Linked DNA regions of Mus musculus: all the other regions are linked to region 7. Evidence: chromatin contacts called from public HiChIP or PLAC-seq and promoter capture Hi-C data. All regions are on one chromosome and are shown on one strand. The core of a region is the stretch at or near the end of the contact, and the rest is flanking DNA. Distances in the headings are between cores, read along the strand shown. Region 1 has its middle 220 kb from the start of Gm30158. Region 2 holds the start of 1700096J18Rik (RIKEN cDNA 1700096J18 gene). Region 3 holds the start of Kcnj2 (potassium inwardly-rectifying channel, subfamily J, member 2). Region 4 holds the start of Prkar1a (protein kinase, cAMP dependent regulatory, type I, alpha). Region 5 has its middle 17 kb from the start of Gm39443. Region 6 holds the start of Amz2 (archaelysin family metallopeptidase 2). Region 7 holds the start of Abca5 (ATP-binding cassette, sub-family A (ABC1), member 5).

Region 1 (2,700 bases), core at 130-2,629, 950 kb after region 7:
TGAAATGAGAAATTCATTAACCATTCCTATGAATAGTTGATACTTGATCCCAAGGGAACTTTTTGAGACAACCTATGAAATAAATTATAATATATATATATATATATATATATATATATATATATATATATCCTTGCCATTGCTTGTGGCTTAAGTCAAAAAGAAATATCAGTTCAGTCTCTAAGTAATGATGTTGCTTCAGTGATGGCTGGATCTCTCTGGTTCATCAGACAGTTTTCTTATTAATTTTTTAAATTGTAAAATTATATATATGTGTGTGTGTGTGTGTGTGTGTGTGTGTGTGTGTATGTGTATGTATATGTGTATATATGTATATATCTTTGGAAATTTGAAAAACTATGTATTTTGATGTTTTCATTCCTTACTCTGCCCCAATTCTTCTCCTATTTCCACTCCTAAACCCCTTCACTTCCTTCACTTCCTGTATGTATTTTTTAAGACACTGTCTCATAATAGATGTCCTGGTTCTCTGGTTCTTATAATCACCCCACTCTCTCTTTTGTGATGATCCCTGAGTCTTAAGTATACAATTTGTATTATAGGGTTGCGTTGTATTGTTTTATCCATAAAGAATTATATAATACCTGTACTTGTGGAGAGAACAAACGTGAAGGGCACGTTTATCTCCACAGAAGTGATTCGAATTGAGAGAGCTTCAGTAACTGAAGGTCACTTGCTAATGATAAGCATGGTGGCTGCAGAGAAGAAAAGTGGAGAGGCAATTCAGTAGTGGAGTGTTTGCCTAGCATTTGAAAGGAGCTTGGTTTGATCTCCAGAATTGGGGGTCGGGTAAGGTTGTTATTTGTTAGCACAGAAAGGAAGTAGGTAAATCTCAAGTTCTCCAAAGGGGTTATTGTCATGGAAAACTTCATATTATGTATATGCAATCTTAAGATGGTCCTTGCCATTGCTTATGGTTCAGTCTCTCAGTAATGATGGAGCTTCAGTGGTGGCTGGATCTCTCTGGCTCACCAGACAGTTCTCTTATTTTTTTTAATTGTAAAATTAAAACATAATTATATCATTTCCCTTTTCCTTTCATCCCTCCAATTCTTACAATATTTGATTTTCATCTCATATTTATCAGATCTTTCTCATCTTCATGGCCTTTTTATTATATATAGAATAAATATACTCCTAAATATATGAGATATATATATTCCTGAACATATAAATATAACCTGCTTAGTCATGTCATGTTACTTGTTTGTATATGATTTCACAACTGACCACCCACTTGGTATTGAGTAACCAATTAGGTGCTTTTTCTTGTGTCAGACTATTTCTCCCACTCTCAACAGTCCTTAGCTGCTTGTAGTTATTTTGGAAGAGGAAGTGGATAAAAATATAAATCTTGGAGGAACAGGAAGTCAGTTGTGAGATTGTGACTCTTACAAAGGTCAGGGAAGCAATCCCCATGAAGTCTCCCTAATGCTGCCTGAACAGGACCTGGAGAAAGACAACAGAAAGACATGTTAACATGGGAGGGCGATTCTCATGGATTCCCAACCTAGGAAAAGAACTATAGGTATGTGTCTTTGTTAGGTTTCTACTGCTGTGAACAGACACCATGACCAAGGCAAGTCTTACAAAGGACAACATTTAATTGGGGCTGGCTTACAGGTTCAGAGGTTCAGTCCATTATCATGAAGATGAGAACATGGCAAAGGCATGGTGCAAGCAGAGCCGAGAGTTCTACATCTCCATCTGAAGGCTGCTAGTGGAAGACTGATTTCCAGACAGCTAGGGTGAGGTTCTTATAGCCCACACCCACATTGACATACCTCCTCCATTAAGGCCACACCTATTTGAACAAGGCCACACCTCCAAATAGTGCTACTCCCTGGGCTAAACATACACAAACCATCACATTGTGTATTTTAAACACAGATATGTTCTGCATTGTCTTCATTCAGACTATTTCCATCAGACAGCAGAAAATATATCACATCCATGCTAGAATTTCTTCCTATGTTTTACACAACCAAACAAGAAAGATACTCTCCTCTCCTTAGTAGTTCCCAGTTATTCATCTTCACAGATAGCTTGAGTAATAAGTCTATTGTTTGGTCAATCCATGAAGATAATGACATGTAATATCTTTTTAAAGAAGGTCTTGTTATTTTTTTTTCCTAGTATAAATTCACGATTAGCAGAAAACAAAGCTCATTCCATCTATTGCATGGGTTGAAAACTAAAATGAAGCTAGTATCAAAAGAACAGAGAAGCAACTGAGGGCAGGTGACAAAACCAACACAACACACAAACACACACACACACAAACACACACACACAAAACAACACACAAAGGACTATCTTCCCTCCATAGTGAAATACAGATATTGCATGAAGAACACAAGAGTCAAGGGTCAAAGGTGTTTTAAATTTTTATATATCTGATAACGTAAAAGCTTGAAGGCATTTGAAGGATGGGAACTAAAACTAAGGGCCAATGAAATGGCTTTATACCTGATTGAATATAAGTGGTATCAGAAAAAAAGTTACTAATGGGCCTTTTACAGCGTGAAGAGAATCTGTAAGGAAACATTAGGTTAATTGCTCCTGCTGTATTCAGCTGAGCTTATGTGACTATCAGCTGGTCTTACATATATCTTCCTGACTTTATAGACTGACTAGTGAGTTGGCTTGCAATAAAGGAAGAACAGAAAGGAATACAAG
Region 2 (2,700 bases), core at 43-2,542, 990 kb before region 7:
CCACTGGTTGAGAACCACGGAACAAGGGTCTGTTTCTGATACTGGTGTGGCCTCTGTGTTGGTGTTGCCTATAGGCAAGAAGCATCAACTCTTTGCCACACGATCTCTCTCCAGGGGGCCACTTGAGTGTCCCCACAAGATGGCAGCCAGCTTCTCCCCTGCCAGGTGACTCAAGAGAATACAGAAGCTATGGTGTCTTTTATGATCTACCTTCAGAAGTCCCCCTATACCACCTTGTTTACCCAGGATGGCCCTGTCTATTTGGGGAGGGGGCTACAGAAGGACAGGAACACTCATTATTAGCTACTTTTCTTGTTGATGACTAAATATCTGACAAGAAATGATTTAAGGACTCAGGATGTATCGTGGTTGAGTTCTGGGTTCAGCTCCAAGGACTACAAAAAATGAACATGGTGGTATGTACCTGTGATCTCAGCACTTATGAGGGTTAGAAGTTCATGGGCTTTCTCTGGTTTAATGGTAAGTTTGAAGACAGCCAGAGATATGGGTGGTCCTGTCTCAAGAAGTAGAAGGAAAATTGTAGGAGGGGAAAGAGGAGGAGGAGGGAAAGGGGGAGGAGGAAGAGGAGAAGAAAAAAGAAGAGGGGGAGGAAGAGGAAGGGGAGAGGAAAGAAGAAGGTGAGGAGGAGGGGGAGGGAGAAGGAGGAGGACTTAAGAGAAGGGTTGATCCTAGCTTATAGCTTGAAGTCTGTCATGATGGGGATGAAGCCATGGCTGGAATGTGAGATAGCAAGTTACATTGAGTCTCTAGTCAGAAAGCTGAGAACAGACAGGAAATGGGGCTTCCAGGCAATAAGAACTCAAGGTCAGGGCCCCCAGCGGCTTGCTTCCTCCAATAAGGTTTCACTTTCTGAAGGTTCTACAACCTTCCCAAACAGCGTCACCTGCTGAGGACCAAGTGCTCAAACACAGGAGCCTGTGGGGGACACTGCACATCCAAATCACATTACAAAAGGAACCATGTTGGCGTGCTATCCTGTGTGAGCCAGAGACCGGGCCCCACAGTTCAGATGGGAGAGAGAGAAAAGAAAGAGTCCTAGGGAACACTAGGATTGTTCTTAGCTCACTCTTTATGATATCTGTTGCCTTCCCTTCCCCCTCATGCCCCGCACCCCATTCTTTCCTCCAGTCAGATGTGAGGACTGAGTCTTTTATAATCAGAAGGGCACGGGGAAGAATGAGACTGTTTACACAGGCAAGCAGAACCTTTGTGAGGCTTTGGGGGGTGGGGTGGGGGGTGGGATGACCTAATGAGTTAAATGCTTGCTGGGCAAGTGTGAAGACCCAAGCGAGTGTGGATTGCCAGCCAGCACCCACTCAGAGCTGAGCCAGAGAGCATGTCTCCAGTCCCTAAGGCAAGTTGTGAGGTAAAGACGGGAGAGTCCACGGAGGCTGAGAAGCCAGCTAGCCTGTGGGCACTGCAGTGGACAGGAGACCCTGTCTCAGGCAAGGTACAAGGTAAGGACAGATGCCTGAAGTTGTTCTCTGGCCTCCACATGACCAGCATGGTATACATACCTGCACTCTCACCAAGAATGTACACACACACAATATACACACAACACACACACACACACATACCACACACACACAACACACACACAACACACACACACACAACACACACAACACACACAACACACACAACACACACACACACACACACACACACACATGATTTTTATCTTAAAACAACCATATGAGAGACCGTGAAAGGATTGGCAGACACTGAGAAGGGAAAATGTTTATAAATGAGTGGAAGAGGCAGAGGAGACTGTTCAACAAGAGCCAAACAAACACATTTAAGCCAGCTGGAGTAAGACAGTAAACGGTAGGGCATAGGGTTTGGCTGAAACATGTTCAAAGTTCCTGCAGGCTTGTTTGATGTGGGGATTTAGGCTGAGTAAATGGATTTGAGGAGTGTGAAAAAAAATTCTCCTCCGAGGGACATTTCAGGAGCTTGTCCCCGTAGGGTCAAGGCAATACCAGGAAGCGAACTTTAATAGCTTCCTTCTATCAGCGTAGGAAGCTGAAGCCGATAAGGAGTTGGAATGGAGTCTCCCAGTTTGAGGAGCTTCCCCAAAAGGAAACTTTGGAGAGGGAGATAGTCTGTGTTTACACAGCATGCCTTCGATGTCTGCACTTTACACAAGCTGTATCCTAGGGCCAGGCTGAAGATAGAACTGCCTGACCTAGAAAAGCCTACGTCTGGGCACAGTGCCCAACCCAGCACTGGGAGGGAACTTCTGCCCAGCCCTGCCCAGCCCAGGGGCTCAGAGTGGGGGTGGGGGACTCCCTGAGCACAGCAGACACTACACAGGATGTACTCAGGGTTTAAGCAAAGCCCGGAGGGTGGTTTGGAGAGCTAACCGCTCAACTTTTAGTATTGGGGTGAGGGATGTAGTACAATGGTAATATCATACTTGCACAGGGCACTACAAGTCCTAAGTTCTATGCCCAGCACCACTAAGAAAGTGAAGGGGAAGGAGACTCTTCTAGTTCATTCTCCCATTAACAAAAGGACATGTTACAAGAGGCCCCTGATGTATGATATCTGTCCACCCATCTAACAATAAAACTTAATGAAGATTGGTGTAGGTTCCCTAAATACTCCCCGAGTGTTCCCAAAAGGAGCACCCATGATTTGCGCATCAGTGGGTTTGTTCAAGATGATGCAGGT
Region 3 (2,700 bases), core at 70-2,569, 730 kb after region 7:
CTAGGAGGTGGGTATCCACTCAGCAGCTCAGAACGGCTCCTTTCAACACTCGTACACATAAAAGTGTGCCCTGCTCCTACCACCTAGAACGCGAAATATTTTGTAGAGGTTGTTTGGTGACTCAAGGCAGTCTTTACGGGCTTAAGTTAAAGGTAGGCAGATGCTTTGGGGTGCTTGAAGCATATTCATTAAACCGGACTGCAAAACTCCGTGGAAGATAAAAGACTCCTAAACGCATCATGTCATTTTAAAAGCAAAGCTTCGCTACGATACCAATGTACTCAGAGATAACATGCACCTGCTTTACACACTCAGTGGAGAATTCATTTATAAATTGTCAGGATGCAGGTGCTAACCGAGGCTGGTTTTTGAAGGTCTGCAGTACTCTTGCCTGGTTGCTGGGAAGGAGGACGGGGAGGCGCTGGAGCGAGGGCAGAGCTGAGAGTCTGTAGGAGTTGCTGTTCCAGAGAATTCATTACTCTCTAATTGTTCTGGTTTTACATGAGCAGAGCTTGCCGGGCGGTGGTGGAGAGAAAGATCGAGGGCGAGGGCGGACAAGGCGAAAGGAACCAGCGGCTCCCTCCCTTCCCCCACACATCCCAGAGAAGTCTAGGCGCATTTTTTTTCTTTTTTTTTTTTTTGTAAGTAATTCACCATCATTTGCGAGGAGAAACGGCCCAGTCAGACAAGCAATCGCTAGCACATCTAAATTTTGCAGGGTATTGAGTGCGGGTCCCGGGACCCTTTCCAGGTTTAATTTAAGGATTATCCGCAAGCTGCAGTTGAGTGCTCTGTGGGTTTCCACAGTCTACAGGCTGGAAAAGGGCTGGAGGGAGACGCACCCCAGTGGTTATTTATTCCCTCCCTGCTGTAGACGTCTTTCCCAGGCACTGACACCTCTCGGGCCCTTATACAGGAACACGTACAGCCGGCCTCCACTGTGGAAAGAAACCGGGAAGTGTGGGTCTCACAGAACCCAGTAGGAAGCTTTGCCCAAGGCCAGGCTGCAATTAGGCAGCCGCATGGAGGCTGAGCTTCCCACCTGTTGCTGTACCCTCTGGGCCGCGACTTCCTCCTCCTCAGCCCAGAGCTGGACTCTCAGACCAGGCTAGGCAGCTGGAGGAGGTAGAGGAAGCCACAGCAGGTTCCGAGGCTGGCAGAGCCAGGGTCCGCGGGTGTAGAGATCCTCCTCCTCCTCCTCCTGATGGCGGTTCCCGGGGCGGGGGAAGCGCAGCCACGTGCGCTCCGATTGGCCAACAGTGGGCAGAGGGCGGAGCCAACAAGGCCGGTTATCACAAGGACCGCCTCCAGGCTATCGCAGAGCGCACTGGAGCCCTGGCCAGCGCGCAGCCTTCCCAGCACCGGCAAGCAGTGTCTTGGGAATTCTCACTTGCTTCGGCTCATTCTCTTTCACAAAAACCACTGGATCTTACATGCTTCTGTAATCCCCACTTCCACTCCATGTCCCCATGATCCTGTACCAGCAACAGGTAAGGGCTTCTGTGTTTTCTTCCTGTTCTCTTCTGGGTTGTCTGTGTGTGTCCAGGGCAATGAACTTGCTCCACAGTCCTCTACCCTACAGCTCCGGCTGCTCCGGAGGTGCCCAGTTGTCAGGCTGCTGTTAATGCTTTCCTCCCGCAAGCTTTGGAGTCCCGGCTCATTGCCTATATAGTTTGTGTGCGCACCAGAACATCCTCAGAGCTAAAAATACTGAGACACGCTTGGAAGAGTTGAGCAATAGAAACAGATTTCTCTGCAGCATCTGTTTGTGCTCATAACTTCCAATGCACCAGCTGTAGGGAGATATTGGGTTTAGAGTCAAGCGCGAGCCTGGCGTGGATTCTTCCTCTTATTGCGGGTGAGAGGGAGGAAGAGAAGGAGACTGGGGCTTGATCGGACCAAGAGACTTAGCACTTAATCTAGATCCTTGGTGTTTGGGGAGGGGGAGTCCTTGCTACAGATACAGCACAAAATTCCAGAGTGAGCTTCTCAAGTCTCAAAGTTCCTTTGCTGAGAAAAAAAGGAAAAAAGTAGCAGCCAGAGTTGGATTTTAGCTTCAAGACCGCAAAACTTTCCCATCCGATGTCGGTCTCCCCTAAGTACTTTGCTATTCTTAGTAATAATGGTGTAAATTCCTCATTTGAAGACAGTGTGGTTTAAGGGAAGCAATGATCGAAGCAACTTGATTCAGGGAGGAAAACGACTGCATCATAACTAGTACTCCTATGACAGTTGAGGGAAAAACCAAGTTAGGAAATGGGTAGTCGCACGTCCGTCTGCTTCAGTCTGTCAGTGGAGATTTGGATGAGGTTATCCATTCTAGAGATTTTCACAAACTCCGAAGATACCTGGCAGTAAATAAAGGCATTGCTTGAAAACCTGTTTTGGTTAAGCACAGAAGAGAATTAATATATCTCCTTTAATCATTTGTTGTCTTTTCCTATTAATAATTAATAGGCAGTCGTATTTCCTCTTGGAAACCAGCTCTGTAGGTGCACTGTGAGCTACCATTACACTTGTCTTTCTCTTCTTACCCACATCTAAGGGTTTTATTTTTATTTTCATTACATAGTTGAGTACACACACACACACACACACACACACTCACTTCCCAACGCTCAGGAGAAAAATAGGTTACTTCAAGTATGGTGGGAACAGTGACAGTCAGGGTCAAGGTCATCTCAATTTGTTTTGTGCCTC
Region 4 (2,700 bases), core at 160-2,659, 690 kb before region 7:
AGAGGGAGCGGCTTCCTTCTCTTCCCCCTTCCTTCCTCTGACTACTAGGGGGGGTAATCATAACTAATGTTCAGAGCCCTTATCATAGTCTGGGTATTCCAAGACAAAGTCAGGCTTAAAAAGGTGAAATTTACAAACACCACTTAACCCAAATATCTTAACTGGGGATCACTGTGAAAATTATGCAGGAGATATTGTAACCTTTTTTGGTACTAAGTGTTAAATCCGTGATATTTTCTACGCACATTGCCCTAGCACATACACGATGAGGCTGTCAACACCTTGCAGCTACTCAGAACCACACACTGCAGGGGCCTATTTTATTTATGTATTTATTTAGGCCCACTTTATTTATTTAATTCATATGCCTAAAATTGTGTCCCTTGCTTTCATTTTCACATACTTAAGGGGAAAGTTGACTGAAGGAATAATGAAGTCGCCTTTTCTCTTGTTTTCTCATGCAGCTCAGATTTCTTGCTTGGTCAATGATTTGATCTGCCCATCTGTCTGTACTGCCCATGACGCAGTCTGGCATAATAGGAGGCTAGGGCATTATCAGGACTCCGGGCTCCTCTTGGAAGTCTCCCTACATCTGGTGCTTCTGTAGGCACGGTAGGGCCTCCATTGATGACAGCTCACTTGTGGAGACAGTAGTCAGATTAGCCAAGCAGAGGCTTGATAGGGGCTCAGATTTCCTGGACCGGATGACAGGCCCGAGTCCGGAACCCCGGGTATTGCGGGGGTCTACACAGGATGCGCGCTCTGTCCATCAGGAGCATCTCAGCATCCGCTTGCGCTCAGCTGTGGTAGATCCGCTAGGGCCTCCTCCTCTTCCAACAGCAGGGATCTCCTTGTCCGCCCAGCGTCCTGTAACCCCATCCCCCTCCCTGCCGTCCCATAGCACCCAGGGCGGAGTCGCCCACCTGTCACCGAATCGTCCCACGTGGGTCTGCGGTAGGAGGGTCGAAGGGAGGGAGAAAAGACAGAGGCGTGGAGGGAGGCAGACGCAAGAGCCACCGAGGAACCGAGGAGAGGCTGAGATCTCCGAACAGCTAAACAATCTAGAGGACCCCCCACCACACCTGGTAAGGAAGGGACAATAAAGGAGACAGAAACGGGTTAGCAGAAAGAGAAGGAAAAAGATGAGAGCGATGAAGGGGCTACGTATACGCGACAAGATAAAGATGGAGAGGTGCCCTGCAAGAGAACGGTTCTAGCTAGATGACGACGGGCTAAGGGTAGGGGGTGGGAGTAGCCGGTGGTGGGCTTGAGGGGGGTGGGGATGGGGTTGGAGGAGGATCCTAGGCGTCTGCGCCTTTAAGGTTGCCAAGGCAACCGCCCTGGCCAGAGCGAGGCGCATTGACGTCAGCAGCCGAACGCTGATTGGCCGCGGTCGGCTGGTTTCCGGTGGAGCCGTCGCCGAGCCGCTATCGCAGAGTGGTAGTGAGGCTGCGAGCTGAGCCCGCTGGACGCTCGGTCACCCCGGCCGCCTCGCCCTGCGTTAGCCCCTGCTCGTGCCGCCGCCCGCCCTCAGGTGAGTGCGGGCCCGAGGCCTGACCGGGGAGTCGCCGGCCGCGGCGCTCCGCTGCGCGTCCCTGAAGGCGCGGGAGCGAGCCAAGATGGCGCCCCGGGGAGCGCGCTGCGGGGGGACGGCCGCACCCCCTGCGCCTCCGAGGCGGCCTCGGGGCCTGTCGCAGGCCTCGCACTGTCCCCCGGGGTCCGCCCTTGCACCGTTCCCCGCGGGGCCGTAGGCCGCCCCTGCCCCCCGCCGTTCCGCCCCCGTCCTGAGTGTCTCCGGGTCCCCGGTCCTGCGCTGCCCTCGGCTCCCCGGCCGCCTCCGCCCCCGCGCGCCGCGGCCTCGGCGCCCGTCCTCCCTCCCCCACTTCCTGAAGGACAAGAGCTCGGTATTTTTTTTTTTTTTTTAAACCGGAATCCGCCATGGCTTTTCGGTCTTAGCCTCGCCACTCGGCTGTAGTCTTCATCTCTGCCCAGTCGTTTCTTCTGCCCTGGCTTCCCCCCTCCTCTTCGCGGGCTCGTCTCCCTCCACCCCTCCGCTCGGTGATTTCAGCCTAGCTCCATTTCCCTTTGTCCCCCTAACACTTCTCGTCCTTTCCAGCCCCCACCACCGCCCACCCCAGCCTCCCCAGGCCTCCCGCTCCGCTCCACTCCACGTCTGCGGCCTCCTGCCTGGTGGGGGATGAGGGGCCGTCTTGCTGCTCTCAGTGATCATGACCGTGGCCTAAGTGAAGTGAAGGGCACTTTCCTGCCCTCCCTCGTGAAAATACGCGGCGCCCGTTAACCCTTAACTCCAGCCCAGAGCGGGTGTGGGGACAGCCGATGACTTGAGGGAGCCAGGATAGATAGGTTTCTTGAGCAGAGAAATGAAGGCTCGCATTTAGATGATGACCCCCACCCCACCCCCCAGGCTGTGTTAGTGTTACTTGGCATCCTTTAGATGTGGGCCCTGTCAGCAACAGGCTCCCAAAGGCGGTTTAAATATGTCCTCCAGTATAGTCCTTCTGAAAGCAAGAGTGTCATCAGAACCGAATTTCCTCAAGAATCCCCCTTCTTACGAATACTCGATGCAGTGATGATGGTTTTAGTGTTTGTTTTGGAGAGAAGCTAAGTTGTGGGGTTTTTAAAAAGTAAATACAAACGTGGAACCAAGACATACCCGATTAAAAATCCTAAGGCCATAAA
Region 5 (2,700 bases), core at 92-2,591, 670 kb before region 7:
GACTCCTGGTTTTACAAGATCCACCTGTAGCTGCTTGAGGATCTTACACATCAAGATTTGTTTCTGTTTCTTCCTGGAGTTTGAAGAGTGAGCACATGAGTTACTCTGGTGATAACTGGGATCTTCACACGCAGGGAAGCTGGAGTTAGTGCTGGAGAGTGGCTGAGTTCTGCTGCTTAAGCTCTGCCTGGCCAGGTTCAGAAGTCCCTTCCTCTCACCAGCTGCATGTCCTTCTTTTAAAACTTGGCCCAGGATGCAGTTTACTGTTGTGTTGACATTCTGAAATTGAATTAGCACAATGGCAGTGGCGTCACTTTGTCTCCAACCTCAAAGATTTGGACCCTTTGTGAACTTTGGCAAAGCCCTGCCAGTGCACTTCCGGGTGGACCAAAACCATGCTAACCATTTAATTTGCCCTCCATCACATCTGCCAAGGGGAAACACAAATCTCTCCCTTCTTACATTTGGGGTATTTCTGTAGAAACCATCATTTTTGTGTACATACACAGCTAAAATTTGTTTCTTGGCATAACTTTAGAACTGTGACATCATCATGAGTCCCTGTAAGAACAAGAAGTAGCTTTGTGATTTTAAAAAAGTCACCACTAGATGGAGAGCTTTTTCTTTATGCTCAGCTTTGCCAACCTCAGATGAGTCGCAGCTGTTTCTCAGTCTGCAGATCCTGCATTTGCGTGTCTCCCTACTTGGTACAATGTAAGTGTGACCCCGAGACTGCCACACCAGAAGCCCTCTGGGACCTGAGCTGCACTCGCAGAGAAAAACGTGATTATCCCTTGCCTTCCCACCCGAGGCTGAGTGAGGTCTGCCTCACCTCATCTGTGGCCATGTCACCTGGGGGCCTCCTGCACCACGCTTGTGTGGGGGCCCTCGTGCCTGCTGTTGATGAGGTCACTCGGTATTTAGAAGGCCTCCCAGGATAGTGCTCATGGGCTGACTCGCGTTCCTGAGTTTGAGAAAGCTGTCTCTTACTGTGAACGTGCAGCAGTAGACAGATGCAGTGTTAAAGAACCAGCAATGTAAAGACATGATCTTTACCACACAAGATGAGATTCTGTAGTAATGGGTCAGTGAAGTTAGACTAGAGAATCCTAAGAACCTGACCTCATACTTCTCCTAGGGGCAGTAATAATTTACCAGTTAAGAGGCCAGGAGTTTAATAGGACAGAATTGCTCCCTATAAGAGAATTGACTTATCCTTAGATAGGTCCAGCATTTGGAGAATGCTGTGGCATATCCCTCCAAACTGATCCCTACCAGTTCACACAGTCTTGGTTTTTTTATTTGCTTGCCAGTGGTAACATGGAAAGTTTTCACATAGACTCAGAATATTTTTTTTCCCCATGGGAAGTTGAGCAATGATTCAGAGTGCGTAAGCTGTAAGAACTCCACACTCTGAGAATGGAATGTTTTTGTCTTCTGGTGCTTTTGAAAAATGCTGCTCTTAGCTTTATGTTGTTGTTGTTAGAAAAACAGATAGTTAAAAGTAGCCTATATAGTTATCCATCATAGAATCAAGCCGAGTTACTTTGGTTTTGAAATGTAAAGCAGATTTCAGAGTCTCGAGAGACTGGTCTGCATCAGGGAGGCCATGTTGGAGATGGACTGCAGCTCGCCCGAGCCAGGCTGGCTGAGAGCCCCAAACCATCCTTTCTTTGATCTGACAGTGCCTGTCCCCCCCAGCCCCCAATCTTCAGTGTGGCTTCCTTGTGCTTCCCAGACATGGGAGAAGAGAAGAAACAGTTGATGTTGCTGCAGGAAGCTGCGCCTCACAAAAGGGCCTTCTTGAGAGGGAAGTCTTTAGAACCAGTTTTCTCTGGTAAAGAGTTGACTTTGCTGTTTTTTCTCCTGTAGCCCAGCCCAGCCCAGCCCAGCCCAGCCTTCAACTCTACACTCTTTGTTTCAGCCACTCAAGGGTGGGGATTTGCTGGAATGAGTCACAGCACCCAGCAAATTTGACTTCACAAATGGGTGTGATGCTATACATTTTGGAAGAAGTCTAAACCACAAGATGATGTGGTTTTGTCTCTTGAGAGCTATAGTTCTCATCCTTACACATTGGAGGAGGGGCATGCTCGTGAGGGTTGCAGACCTATGTCTTGCAGGGTAGTGTCTGGGACTGGCAAGGCTCTAGGGTGAATAGAGGCAAGGTTATTTCGCAAACTGGGTTCTGGGGTTGTGTGCCCATAACGTGGGGTGCTAGGATGAATCAGAACCATCCACTACAAGACCAGCATGGTGACTCGTGCCTTAATCCAGGCACTTGGGAAGTAGAGGCGGGAGAATCAAGAATTCAGGGCCAGCCTGGTGTACATGAACTCCAATCTCAGAAGACCAAAACAATACTACCTGTTCTCAGTCATCCTGTCTGTCCTTGGACATATGCACAAGTCTGAGTGACATTGCTGGTTCTGGATTTGTCCCTTGTAGTGATGTCTTTTCTTCCTCCCCTCCATATTTTTTGATCCTCTGGCTTTTATCAGACAATAAAGTGATTTGATCTGATGAAGCCATGCGACCCTAATCTTCCACCAGCTCCCCCTTTTGTGTCTGGCTCTTGGTTTTGACATACATGGTGTCACTTCCTCACGCAGCCCAGGCTAGCCTCGAATTCCCTGTGTAGCTCAAGAGTGTCTCTGAACTTCAGCTTCTCCTGAGTGCTGGCGTTACCGGATGTGTGAT
Region 6 (2,700 bases), core at 62-2,561, 910 kb before region 7:
CAGACTTTTCATTAGTATGGAAGGGAGTGCACACAGAAAAATGGAAAGCAGGAACCTTGTGGTGTTAGACTGCAATCAGAGTGATTGGTAGGAATTCCCAGTGTAGGTGTCCTGTGACTACTTAGAAAAAATTGCTTGTTTAGAAGCATGCTCTGGAGTATTTACACTAAAGGGGCATCATGTCTACAGCTGATTAAAAATGTCCCGGGAGAAAAAAATGGTCAGGTTGTTGGGGAGTGACCTCATGGGAGGAGAAAGAGGATCAGAGGGGGTCCTGGGGAAATATAACCGAAGTATGAAAATTTGAAAGAATATACATGTATGTGTCTCTCTCTGTATGTGTGTATACAGTGCTCAGAAGTCAGACACAGGAACATTCTCTGCTACATAGTGAGTTCAAGGCCAGCCTTGACAGGAGACCCTCCCCAAATAAGCCACTTTTGTCAACTTGGTAAGGGCAGTAAGGACAACATATATGAGCCTTGTTATAATAACTGGGCAAGGATAATTAGAGCAGTGTGCACAAGGCAAGAAGAGAGCAAAAAGTTTGGGGGTTGGGTAGGAAGAAGGGTACAGACATGTGGGGTATGCAGTCTTTAACTTCCAAGGATGAGAGGATGTTGATAAAATAGTGGCATCATCCCCTTGTTTGACCTTCCTGGGGCCAGAAGCGCCCAGAGATGCAAAAGGATTGAATAGGTATATGCTGGGGGCGGGGATCAGGAGATCTGGCCCTGGGGTTTCCCCTTCCAGAGTCTCCTGGGGGTCCGAGCTCTAAGCTCTTAGTTCCCCAAGTACCAAAGGCAACCCTATGCCCCACGCCCTAGGATGCAGCCCTGCTTCCTGACAGCGGTGAGGCCGCGACAGTCGGGCAAACCGACTAAGAAGGGAAAGTCCAAGCGGGTGATGTGTCAAGCCGCGGACACGGCTGACTTATTTGGACCCAGTGGTTAAATTACTCAGGCTCAGCCCACGGCAGGTGGTTCCGTGACCCTGCACCGCCCGCGAGGAGCGGGTCGCGGCGCCCCCGTGAGGGCCGACGCGAAACAGCGACGACTGGGGACTGTCCGACACTACATCGCCCCCTTACTACTTTAGTCAACCACACACAGCGTGAGTGTTGTGAAATGGACAGAGGTCACGCCTTCGGGGCGGGGTTACAGCACATGGGCGGGGCCTTTCTGGAGGAGTGGGGCGGGCTCAGTGTTTGGAGGAGGAGCCTTAGGAGGGAAGAGCGCAGATAGGAGGCGGGGCGACGATTGAGGGGCGGGAAGACGGGTCTTGCTAGTGGGCGGTGTGGGCGGGGCATGCGTGAAAGGGTGAGGTGCGTCCGCGCGAGGCGCATGCGTGCTAGGACCACCGTGGCAGCTTGAGGGCGGCCTAGAGGCCTGTCCGGGTGAGGGTGGTATGAGGAACCGTCAGGGCTGGGCAGGGGAGGAGGAGGAAGGTGTTGATCGTTGGGGAGGAGCGGATGTGGTGGGAGGGATGGCTGCGGCGGAAGCAGAGGGGACCTCGGGGGCAGGATGTCTCTTGGGAACAACGCGGGCCTTTCCGGTTGCTCCCTGGGTAGAAGACGCGAACTCTGAGTTCCGGGGAGGCCCCCCACTTTTGACTCAAGCAGAGACTGGGTGGCGTCTGCACCGGCCGTGCAAGTTGCTATGGGCAACCAGCTAGCACGTCTGGCGAGACCCACTTGGCGGGAGATGTTCCGGTTATAGAACCGAAGCATCTTAGGCCCCCGGTCCCTGCAGTGACTGTACGATGGCTCCCTGCACACTTCTTCAGCGACACCATCCACGTTGGACTAGGATGTGGAGGCCTTCTGACTTTCCACTCTGTCTCTTTTATTAGGGTGAAGGCCACACCCCTTTGCCAGACATGCATTGTCCTTAGAAAAACATAAATGGAAAAACAGCAGCTGGAGATTTCTCCTTTATAAAGGTAGGTAGACTGAATGGGGCCATGGTGATTTATTTTTTTTTTCTTTTTAAATTTCATCCTGTAAAAATAAAATCTCAGCCCAGATGTGCAGTACCGAGATGAGCTACACTCAGCGTAGTCTCTAGGATCCTTTCTAGTCAGTGTCACCCTCTTGAGCTCCAGAATTCAGAAGTTCACTGAGCACAGCAGTTAGCTTAAATTTCAAAATCAGTCGTTAATAAACTGAGAAATACAGAGAAACCCTGTCCCACCCCCCAACCCACCCCCAAAACAAAGCAGAACAAAAAACCAGCCAACCAACCAAACAAACAAAAATGGAAAAGGCCCTCAATTAGAAAACACAAACTAAATGGACAGAAACATTCATCTTTTTTTTCTTTTCTCACTCAAAAAGCGTCTGCTTGGTATGAAGGATGAACGTGCCACGTAGGGACTTGATAGGAATGGGGAAAGTCCTGTCACCATGAGTATGGCGTCTCATTGGTCATCTTAGATCTACCCCCGTGTCTTATGGCTGACAAGGTAAGCGTAAGGGGCTGAGATGGATCTTGCCAACCTGCAGTTAAATAACAGAACCATTACTCTTTTCCTTATTGAATATCTTTGAGTGACACTGGAAGGGATGCCGTTGATCCTGTGGACAAAGTGAGTCAGCTCAAAATATTATGATTGTTTTCAAATGACAGAGGACGTTGGGCATCAGTAGGATTTAAGAGTCACCGCTAGCCAGGCAGTGGTGGTGCACACGTTTAATCCCAG
Region 7 (2,700 bases), core at 45-2,544:
ATGGCAGACATTACATACTATATTCATCTAGGAACTTTAGGAACAAAATGATTACCTGGCATGTAACGAACATATTAATAAATTTATGCAAAATTTAAGAGTTCCCTATGTTTAATAGAATTTGAAGTTTTGCATTATCAAGGACACATCTGCCTAAATGACCCACATTCAAAGATCACTGTCTCTTAAATCTGCTTTCAGGATAAACACACACAAAGTGTTCTCATAATGTTCTTATCTATTGAGTCTTCTCTGACGAGACATAAAAATGCTCTCTGGGCAAACATAAAATAGAGTGAGGAAAGCACCAGGATTAGAGAGTCTGGAATCTCAGAGGGAGAATCTCAGTACCTCATTTTTTTCCCCAGCTGGGACCTTAATAAAGTTATTTAACCTCTTTAAGACCCATATTTCCCACACAGAGTACCATCTCCAACCTCAGAGCAGCTGTCAAGATGAAGTAATACTGACCCTGGCTCTGAGCCAGGATCTAACCTCATCTGGGGCTCCAGAATGTCCTTAATTTTTGTCCTCAGACTTGATTCTTTGAAAACGTAAAGCGAAGCTTTTAGAGAGCTGGGGCGAAAATCCTCAACTCCGACTGCCCCAGAGGCCGCTGTCCCCCATGGACCTCGCTTTCTCCTCCTCCCTGAAACCTTTCCGCGCCTGGGAATCTTCGTTAGCTATGTTTGGGGAATTCAGATTATTTTCAACCCCAAAACCGTGTCACGAGCTCTGCGGCTTTTCCTCTCACCCCGAGTCCTCTGGTCACACATGATCCGCTACCCGATCTGCGCCCCAAGTAGGGCGATGCTCCTGAGCCCTCAGGGGGAAAACTGACTTCGGTTTGGTTTGGGCTTTTATTTAATTTCGGTTTGTCCTTTCTTTTCCTTCTGCCTCTCTAGAAGTTCTGAGGATGTCGCTAGCCCAGGGATCCCTGTCAGCGCCCGCCACCCGCCAGCATCCTCCGGCTCCCCGCGGCCCGCCACACCCTCCCCTCTCCTCATTCCCTAGCTGCTCGGCCATCTCCACGGTCCATGCCCCGTCCCCGCCGCCGCGTCACCTCTCTCCGCAGACACGAATGGCGAGCGACCTCGAGCGCCGCGGGCCTCGGCGTCTCCTCACCCCGGCGTCGCAGCCGCAGCGCTGTCAGGCCCAAGCCGCGAGCTTACCTGCGGCGACCGCGACCGCGGTAAGTGACGGAGCTCGGAAATTCTGCGCGGAGACGCGGTCCGCGAGGCCGAGCGCGCGCGTGCCCGCCGCCCCGCTACGCCGAGAGAGCCGCGCGCGCCGCCGGAGACACGCCCCCTGCCCGCCCCTGAATGCACCTGAGGGCGGGGCGTGCGTAATGCGCGTGCTCCTGGAGCTCGAGACGGGAGCGCGCTTGGGGGCGGGGCTACTGGGGGCGGGGCTCCGGCGGAGGTGAGCGCGGCGAACGAGTCGCAGAGTACTTGGTTGGACCTGCCGACTCTAGCTCAGGTGCTCAGAACCTCCTGGGGAGCTCGCCGCACCCTCCACCGAGGCTCGATGGGTTTGAGGAGACTTCTGTCGCCTCAAGAAGGACGGCCTTGGTTCTCCACCCTCCCATCTGCCTCTGTTCCCTTGTATTTAAAGAGTTGATAAAAGTCTGACACTCCTCCCTCTTGCTGCAGCGTCCTCCCTCCTCGTTTCTGTAAAGACTGCCTTCTCCTCTCCAACCTCAGACTACCACCTTGAACATCCTACCGGTTCCTTCAAACATCCTCCGAAAATCTGCAAGTGTTGACTTCTGGCAAAGACTATATACCACGCTTAATTTTTACTTAAAATGCAAACTGATGTTTGGAATGTCGTTACCCAAAGTGATCGAAACAAGGGCCAAAGGTATTGCAAAGTAAAGTTCACAATACCAAAATTACACATCCCTGAGGAAGACTGATCCTTTCTTATCCAGAAGCCACAAACTGCCAATTCATAACACACACACACACACACACACACACACACTATTCATGCTGGAATTTTTGCTGGCTTGATACTGAATGTGTCTGGTGTGTGCAGTCCCCAGTGCTATGTGTTACAGTTACTTTCGAAAACATCTTCAGCTCTGTGAATGTGAACATTCATACATATTTTGTGTATGTGTGTGTAGTTCTCAAATTGAAAACTAAGTCTATAGAATGTGTTCTGCTTTATTATAGATGTGGACGTTTTGCCTGCATGTGTGTGTACACTATCATAGAGCCTGACACAATGATATCTTTCCTCTCAAACACCCCACTTGGCACCATAGTATCCCTTTCACTGTCTTACATGCTAATCTCTTCAGCTACATCATATGTAGCCTGAAGTTAAGAACTTTTTCTTATACCAATTTAAATTTTCAGGTCTTGCGAATCATAAACTATGGTAAATACTGCTAATAATACTACTGATGAGAGAAAACACCTACAAGAAAGGTATGTAAATATTTTTATCTTCACAAAAAATACCTACTCACTTAACAAAATTGCACCCATAGAAACAGAAAATATTAAAATTCTATTATAGGAGTGGACTTGTAGTTCAGTGATAGTCTGCTTGCCTAGATTGTACAAGGTCCTGGCTTTAAACCCCAGCAACACACACACACACATACGACTTATAAAATGGACAACAAGATTATAGGCTTGTAAGAATAACATAGAACACAGAGAAAAATATTTTAAATAAAAAAATTAC

The links. Promoter capture Hi-C pulls out the DNA fragments that hold promoters and counts their contacts. HiChIP or PLAC-seq counts read pairs in DNA pulled down with a chosen protein or histone mark.
Region 1: a contact with region 7 is called in an H3K4me3 HiChIP or PLAC-seq map of bone marrow-derived macrophages, with 7 times the contacts expected there. The contact joins the enhancer-like site here to the promoter of Abca5 in region 7. A contact is called at or near these places in 4 of 39 promoter capture datasets (the 3T3-L1 cell line, embryonic stem cells, frontonasal cranial neural crest and 1 more), 1 of 115 datasets of contacts at active chromatin or transcription factors (bone marrow-derived macrophages) and 1 of 9 other capture datasets (liver).
Region 2: a FOXA1 HiChIP or PLAC-seq map of pancreatic cancer cells shows a contact between it and region 7. The contact joins the promoter of 1700096J18Rik here to the promoter of Abca5 in region 7. A contact is called at or near these places in 4 of 39 promoter capture datasets (embryonic stem cells, frontonasal cranial neural crest, liver and 1 more), 1 of 115 datasets of contacts at active chromatin or transcription factors (pancreatic cancer cells) and 1 of 9 other capture datasets (embryonic stem cells).
Region 3: a contact with region 7 is called in a promoter capture Hi-C map of embryonic stem cells, with 4 times the contacts expected there. The contact joins the promoter of Kcnj2 here to the promoter of Abca5 in region 7. A contact is called at or near these places in 10 of 39 promoter capture datasets (the C10 cell line, cranial neural crest, embryonic stem cells and 4 more), 3 of 484 Hi-C or Micro-C datasets (embryonic fibroblasts, embryonic stem cells and olfactory sensory neurons), 9 of 115 datasets of contacts at active chromatin or transcription factors (astrocytes, bone marrow-derived dendritic cells, bone marrow-derived macrophages and 5 more) and 4 of 9 other capture datasets (adipose tissue, embryonic stem cells, liver and 1 more).
Region 4: an H3K27ac HiChIP or PLAC-seq map of extraembryonic endoderm stem cells shows a contact between it and region 7, with 19 times the contacts expected there. The contact joins the promoter of Prkar1a here to the promoter of Abca5 in region 7. A contact is called at or near these places in 10 of 39 promoter capture datasets (the 3T3-L1 cell line, cranial neural crest, embryonic stem cells and 6 more), 3 of 484 Hi-C or Micro-C datasets (embryonic fibroblasts and embryonic stem cells), 17 of 115 datasets of contacts at active chromatin or transcription factors (astrocytes, bone marrow-derived macrophages, cardiomyocytes and 14 more) and 4 of 9 other capture datasets (adipose tissue, embryonic stem cells, liver and 1 more).
Region 5: a contact with region 7 is called in an H3K4me3 HiChIP or PLAC-seq map of embryonic stem cells, with 7 times the contacts expected there. The contact joins the enhancer-like site here to the promoter of Abca5 in region 7. A contact is called at or near these places in 7 of 39 promoter capture datasets (the 3T3-L1 cell line, cranial neural crest, hematopoietic stem and progenitor cells and 3 more), 1 of 484 Hi-C or Micro-C datasets (B cells) and 7 of 115 datasets of contacts at active chromatin or transcription factors (the NIH/3T3 cell line, bone marrow-derived macrophages, effector CD8 T cells and 4 more).
Region 6: a promoter capture Hi-C map of embryonic stem cells shows a contact between it and region 7, with 2.8 times the contacts expected there. The contact joins the promoter of Amz2 here to the promoter of Abca5 in region 7. A contact is called at or near these places in 2 of 39 promoter capture datasets (embryonic stem cells and liver), 1 of 484 Hi-C or Micro-C datasets (embryonic stem cells), 3 of 115 datasets of contacts at active chromatin or transcription factors (astrocytes, embryonic forebrain and memory CD8 T cells) and 1 of 9 other capture datasets (liver).

What each region holds. Positions count from the first base shown.
Region 1 is chr11:111,289,437-111,292,136 of GRCm38.p6, forward strand. No RefSeq gene overlaps it. Among named protein-coding and RNA genes, the nearest start is that of Gm30158, 220 kb to the right of the region's middle. Within about 2 kb of position 1,380, at least 27 of the 459 cell types and tissues checked have an H3K27ac peak or open chromatin away from gene starts, as enhancers often do. A contact at or near this core is called in bone marrow-derived macrophages, where this site is marked.
Region 2 is chr11:109,345,575-109,348,274 of GRCm38.p6, forward strand. It overlaps 1700096J18Rik (RIKEN cDNA 1700096J18 gene), which reads left to right and starts at 1,293. Exons shown (of 2, transcript NR_027883.1): 1 at 1,293-1,478.
Region 3 is chr11:111,064,845-111,067,544 of GRCm38.p6, forward strand. Kcnj2 (potassium inwardly-rectifying channel, subfamily J, member 2) reads left to right here and starts at 1,320. Exons shown (of 2, transcript NM_008425.4): 1 at 1,320-1,490.
Region 4 is chr11:109,649,540-109,652,239 of GRCm38.p6, forward strand. It overlaps Prkar1a (protein kinase, cAMP dependent regulatory, type I, alpha), which reads left to right and starts at 1,410. Exons shown (of 11, transcript NM_001373913.1): 1 at 1,410-1,534.
Region 5 is chr11:109,669,955-109,672,654 of GRCm38.p6, forward strand. It overlaps a transcript of Fam20a not described here. Among named protein-coding and RNA genes, the nearest start is that of Gm39443, 17 kb to the left of the region's middle. Within about 2 kb of position 1,342, at least 158 of the 459 cell types and tissues checked have an H3K27ac peak or open chromatin away from gene starts, as enhancers often do. A contact at or near this core is called in the NIH/3T3 cell line, bone marrow-derived macrophages, effector CD8 T cells and 2 more, where this site is marked.
Region 6 is chr11:109,424,635-109,427,334 of GRCm38.p6, forward strand. Amz2 (archaelysin family metallopeptidase 2) reads left to right here and starts at 1,312. Exons shown (of 9, transcript NM_025275.4): 1 at 1,312-1,396; 2 at 1,852-1,941; 3 at 2,336-2,463. The coding sequence starts at 2,452.
Region 7 is chr11:110,336,422-110,339,121 of GRCm38.p6, forward strand. Abca5 (ATP-binding cassette, sub-family A (ABC1), member 5) reads right to left here and starts at 1,295. Exons shown (of 39, transcript NM_147219.2): 1 at 1,064-1,295. It overlaps Gm39445 (a long non-coding RNA gene), which reads left to right and starts at 1,417. Exons shown (of 3, transcript XR_880289.1): 1 at 1,417-1,863; 2 at 2,367-2,438.